Linked DNA regions of Zea mays: region 1 is linked to region 2. Evidence: chromatin contacts called from public Hi-C data. All regions are on one chromosome and are shown on one strand. Each heading gives the region's core, a stretch centred on a gene start, on an enhancer-like site or on the middle of the called end of the contact. The rest is flanking DNA. Distances are from core to core; before and after follow the strand shown.

The links. Hi-C and Micro-C count contacts between places; a contact is called where the count stands out from the background.
Region 1: a contact with region 2 is called in a Hi-C map of endosperm, with 7 times the contacts expected there. The contact joins the promoter of LOC109941448 here to the promoter of LOC100272243 in region 2. A contact is called at or near these places in 14 of 25 Hi-C or Micro-C datasets (bundle sheath, ear, endosperm and 3 more).

What each region holds. Positions count from the first base shown.
Region 1 is chr8:70,847,262-70,849,961 of Zm-B73-REFERENCE-NAM-5.0, forward strand. LOC109941448 (fasciclin-like arabinogalactan protein 9) reads left to right here and starts at 1,278. Exons shown (of 1, transcript XM_020542414.3): 1 at 1,278-2,700. The coding sequence starts at 1,898. The coding sequence ends at 2,674.
Region 2 is chr8:70,712,148-70,714,847 of Zm-B73-REFERENCE-NAM-5.0, forward strand. LOC100272243 (Guanylate-binding family protein) reads right to left here and starts at 1,377. Exons shown (of 14, transcript XM_008656297.4): 1 at 983-1,377. The coding sequence starts at 1,228.

The DNA of each region.
Region 1 (2,700 bases), core at 28-2,527, 140 kb after region 2:
CTAAACTATCGTCACCACCTGCGTTCCTGCACTGGCAAGGTAACGGCTACTCTCTGCGGACTGCGGTTGTCGTATACTACCCAGAACACAGATCACTGATGCCGCCTTCTCTGCTGCTGCTACTGGTATAGTTTACGCGAGTGAGTCGAGAAGAGACCTCGCAAGATGCGGCCAAGTCCACAGGTTGCCCGTTCTTAATTATCTCAAGCCGTGGACGCGACCGGCGACCTGGCGGACTAGAAGCCGTGGACGCGTGCAGTTCATGCAAATGTCCGTCTCGAGATCCGAAATGAGGATTCCCCGGCGTAGATCGATCGGTGAAACCGAGCTGCTTTGGATCCGGAATGCATGAGACCGGCCGGCTTTCTTGCCAGCTACTAGCATTGATCACTCTCCACCAAACAGGGATATTTGCCGGCGAGCAAGGGGACCTGTTGGTACGGGCACTCAGCTGAGCAGGGCCCAACACCAACAGCATGTACACCTGGCTTTCCTTATCGGCCAGCTCCGCTTGCTGGGACGGACGGCTCCAACTCTCTTCATCCTGGCAAAAAACTGAACAGCGCGTATTCGGCGGTGGGACGACCGGTTGGTTGCATCATTGCATACGTTGGTGGGCAGGCACGAAATGGATTGGACCCACAGATAACTGAGCTTGAAGTGCTCCTGATGGCAGTTTGGGGTCCTACAAACACGAATGCCTTCTCTTCTCTTATTTTCTTTTCTTTTTTTTAACGAACAGACAGGAGGTTTGCCGGCCGTTCAATTAAGCAAGGAAAGAATGCCTTCGTTTCTCAACCTTGCGACGATCCATCTTAAGCAAACAAAGAAATGCCAGCCGAGCAGCTTGCAAGTTTCTGGCTCAGCTGACCGTTATTCAGACTCCGCGGAAAACAGTATTATCGCTCTACTGCGCAGCAACCTTTTTTTTTATGACGGATCTTGTGTTTCTTTAAGCATAATATGGCACAGTAGCTCTGAATATCTGATCATACTCTGGCAACCATTCATGACTTCAAAACCGATATTAAGGCTCCCTTTGACATGGCTATCGCAGTGGCTCTTTTTCTATCTCTTCGTGAAGCCGTACCAAACAGTCTTAAAAAAACGGCTCTTCACAGAGAGCCATCAAAGAGCCAGAGCCGTTTTGCTATTTGGAGCCGAAGCACGAGAAAACAAGCTTCTATCGGCCCCTTATATCCGGCACACAATAATGTATCACAAAATTACAGTCTCTGCTACGGTCTCCTCGTGAGAAGCTGTTTTGTCAAATGAATTACAAAACGGCTCTGGCTCCTCTAGAGAACCAAAGAAGCCAGAGGGAAGCCGTTAGGAGCCCTGCCAAAGGGGCCTAAAGGCCGGTTTGGTAGACAGTAAAATAGAGAAGATCTATAAAAGAGATAATCTCTTTGTTAACAGTAAAATAGAGGAGATCTATAAAAAAGATAATCTCTTTGCTAGTTTTAATCCCTTCCAATCGACTCGATACAAATCGTTTTCGTACTCGCAATTTGCTCGATCCTCCACTAGGAGTGGGAGGGAGATCTCAGGTCAAATGCCTCGGTCCTCTGCCAGACTGTTCCCTCTCACGTGCTGACTGACAACTCCGCGCCGATCGATCCACGGGCGTTATTAGTATAGAGCGCGTTCGCCTGCACTACAAAAACCACTGTTGCAGCTGCAAAATACTGTTGCAGCTGCAATCACCAGAGAGAAAATACTGTAGAAGCCGCAGCCGCAGTCGGATTAAAGCCGCAGCGAACAAGCCCATATATCGCCGTCAGAGCCATCACCCCGATGGATCCCTGCGTTTCGTGCTCAGGTTCAGCGGAAACTGAGCCGTGAGCACCGCCGCCGCCACCACCTTTGCGTTTGCGGTGACGACACGACACCAATAATGGCGGCGGCAAGGACAAGGAGCCTGCTCGCGGCGGCGTTCCTGGCGCTGGCGGCGGTGCCGGCGGTGCTCTGCCAGGCGCCAGGCCCCGCGGCGGCGGCGCCGCCCAACAAGGGCCCGCCGAACGTTACGGCGATCCTGGAGAAGGGCGGGCAGTACACGACGTTCATGCGGCTGATGAAGTCGACGCAGCAGGACACGCAGCTGAACGGCCAGCTGAACAACTCGTTCGGCAGCGGGTACACGGTGTTCGCGCCCACCGACAGCGCCTTCTCCAGCCTCAAGCCCGGCACGCTGAACAAGCTGTCGCAGCAGGAGCAGGTGTCGCTGGTGCAGTACCACGTCCTGCCGCAGTTCTACTCGCTCGACTCCTTCGAGACCGCCAGCAACCCCGTGCGTACGCAGGCGTCGGGCTCCGACGGGCCCTACACGCTCAACATCACCGCCGACAGCAGCGGCCAGGCCAACGTGTCCACGGGCCTCGTCGCCACCCGCGTCGGCCAGGCCCTGCGCGCGCAGCAGCCCCTCGCCGTCTACTCCGTCGACCAGGTGCTGCTGGCCAACGACCTGTTCGGCGTCAAGCCCCCGGCGTCCGCGCCGCCCGCCGCCAGGAAGCCGGCCAAGGGCGGGTCCGTCGCCGAGGCGCCCGCCGCCGGCTCGGCTGACGCGCCGCCCTCCGGCGCGGCCGCGCGCGGCGCCAGCAGGACCGCCGGATGGAGCTCGCTGCCCGCTCTGCTGTTCCTGGCCGCCGCGGCCTCCTTCCTGTCCCTGTTGTGAGAATGTAAACATGGTTCGTGCTTGTC
Region 2 (2,700 bases), core at 127-2,626:
ATTGATAATGTTCTGTTATATGCCATTTAAAAATTAGAAGTAATCTTCGCTCCTAGAGTCCTAGTCAATTTGTACCACACCATCCCTTCATCTTTTACAAGTCTAAATCAAATAAGTGAATAACTGTTTAAACAAGTTGAAGCCCGTAGTGATGTTTAACCAAACTTTTGTGTTCCTACTTCCTACACTTTTTTCGCATCCTAGGCACCCACCAGCTTTTGTCAATTATTACTCACGGAGTTCTTTGTTTGGTTTTGCAGAATCCTATGCTTAGCACCACCCAAGCATGGAAATGTAACGTTCATATGATTCCAGAACATAAAAAGGTTCCATGGACTAATTGCACGATGACAACCGGACTAATCCTTAAAAGGAGATAACACACCTACAATCAAAAAGCCAATACTCCTACAGTCAAGAGAAAGCATTCATTTGCTAATAAAAGTGCAATACACCATTCTAATACTGGGATATGTCACAATCCTGTAAGGTGGTCAAATTGTGGTTTAAGTCCATAAACTTCCTTTGAAACACTGATGTTGCTAACAAGAACCACACACCTAATGTATGAACACGTCTTAACCCATAACCATTTCATGAGGAATTAAGCCACACACATTGATACTCCTTAAATTTCAATTCCCTGTCTCTGACTGAAAGTTGCACGCATGTTGAGTTCTATTATCCTAATGCTTCTCGCACTGTCAACTCGCAACATATTTCCGAATTGCGGGCAAAAGCTACAATTCCACCAGTCAATGAGTCAATAAACCCTAGAAGACAAGATTCTACATAAACCCTACAAATCAAGTTGCAAAAATTATCACTTGAACTTTCAAAGGTCCGGCCGAAGCCCCAAACTAAACCAGCGGGTCATCCATCTCAGAAAAACAACGCCGAAACCGTAGCCGCGCACCGCACCGTCGACGCACAGACCCAGGCGTCACCCGAAAAAACCAACTCGCCCCATCGCGCGCCGTACCTGGTTGAGGATGAAGCTCTTGCCCTGGCGCGCGCGGCCGCAGACGGAGACGACCCCGACGGGGCCCTTCACGAGCTGCAGCGCCGCCGCCGCCTCGGGGTCCATCACGAACCTGCCCTTCTCGTCGCAGTACGCCAGGCGCAGCGGCCGCGCGGGACCCGCGACCGCGCCGCCGTCCCCGCTCATGACGGGGGTCGCCTCGCCAGCGCTGGGGCTCCCCCCGCGGAGGCCCAGCATCTGGAACATCGCGAAGTCGCCGCCGACGGCAAGGAGAGGTCCGTGAGCCTGTGTTTTTTCTGCTTTCAAAAAATGGGGAGAGGGAAAGGCGGGTTCAGCAGGGATCGCGAATGCCCTCGTCCCTCCCTCCAAGGTTCAGCAAAAGCAACGAAACGACACGGTCGCTGGCGGAGGTTGAGCCGACGTCGGTTCCCGCCGCTGCGTTGGAACGACGCGACGTGGGCCACGCGGCTGCCCTTAGTGGGCTTCACGCGCTGCGTCTCTGTGCTGCTGAGATGGACTGTTGGGCCTTGATCCGTCCAGAAAGGCTTCCCGTTTCTTTTTCTTTCTTCTTTGAATTCAGCAGGTCGGTGCTGAGCTTGTGACCTGGACTTGTTTTTTTTTCTATTCAAAATATTTTGCCTTTATTTAAATCACGGACCAAGATTTGTGGGACTTGCCGCAAGAATTAAACAAAAATTGTTTGTTTGTAAGTCAGTTTTTTATACTGCTCTTTGATCATCGTGGCTCGTCGTCTGGACAATATTGGGAGTGTCAAATAAAATATACTAGTGGGTTGCCCGTGCGTTGCGACGTCTTACAACAATACCTATGTAAATTATCTACTAAAAAAATTCAAGATTTTTTATTAATTGTCTCTACTCTCCATATAATATTTTTTGATTTGGCTAACTGATATTATTTTTACTTCATCCAATATGTCTTGGTACAACACGACCAATAAAGTGAGCGATTAGAAGAGAGTTCACAACGACTCACTAAACGAACAGAGATTATAAAATAATATAATTCCACCATACAGAGACCAAATAAGAGAAAGTTTGTGGGCTCAAGTTTCTAAAATAAGTCTCATGAACTCAAACTTATAAAAAAGATAGATCAAAATATGGAGTGATTGCTAAAGTCAGGAATCAATAAAAATTGTATGCACTCCATATAAATTATGCTACTTTCTAGCAATTACTAACGTTTAGAACCAACAAATAACCTTTCATTTTACTGTTAGTGTAACAAATCATTGTTGCTCCATCCAATTCAACAACCTCAAACACCATTGAGTTCATTGCGCCAATGTGGTCTCAGAAACGACCTAATGTTTGCAAGAGCCAAGAACGTTGTGTCGTGCTTGTGCTGTAGCCTCGGCCCGTAGTATTGGCCCGGTCCGACACGATTATATTTTTTTATTTTACAAAAAACGTATATACATATATACAATTTATATTTTTATATTAATTATTAAAAATATATAAGCATGATGTTCCACTGGTTAGATAGCTTCACCCAGTGTGTCCCGCCCTTCATTCATCACGGCATTGGTTCAAACCTCACCTCCTACACCGTTTTTTTAACATTTTATGTTGATTTAATCAAATGGGACGACGAGCTAACGAGCTGGCCCGACACAGTCAGCAGGTCGACATGACATGCCTGGCCAGAGTTATGGCCCACAGACGTTTGGCTCGTGCCGGGCCGCCATTTGG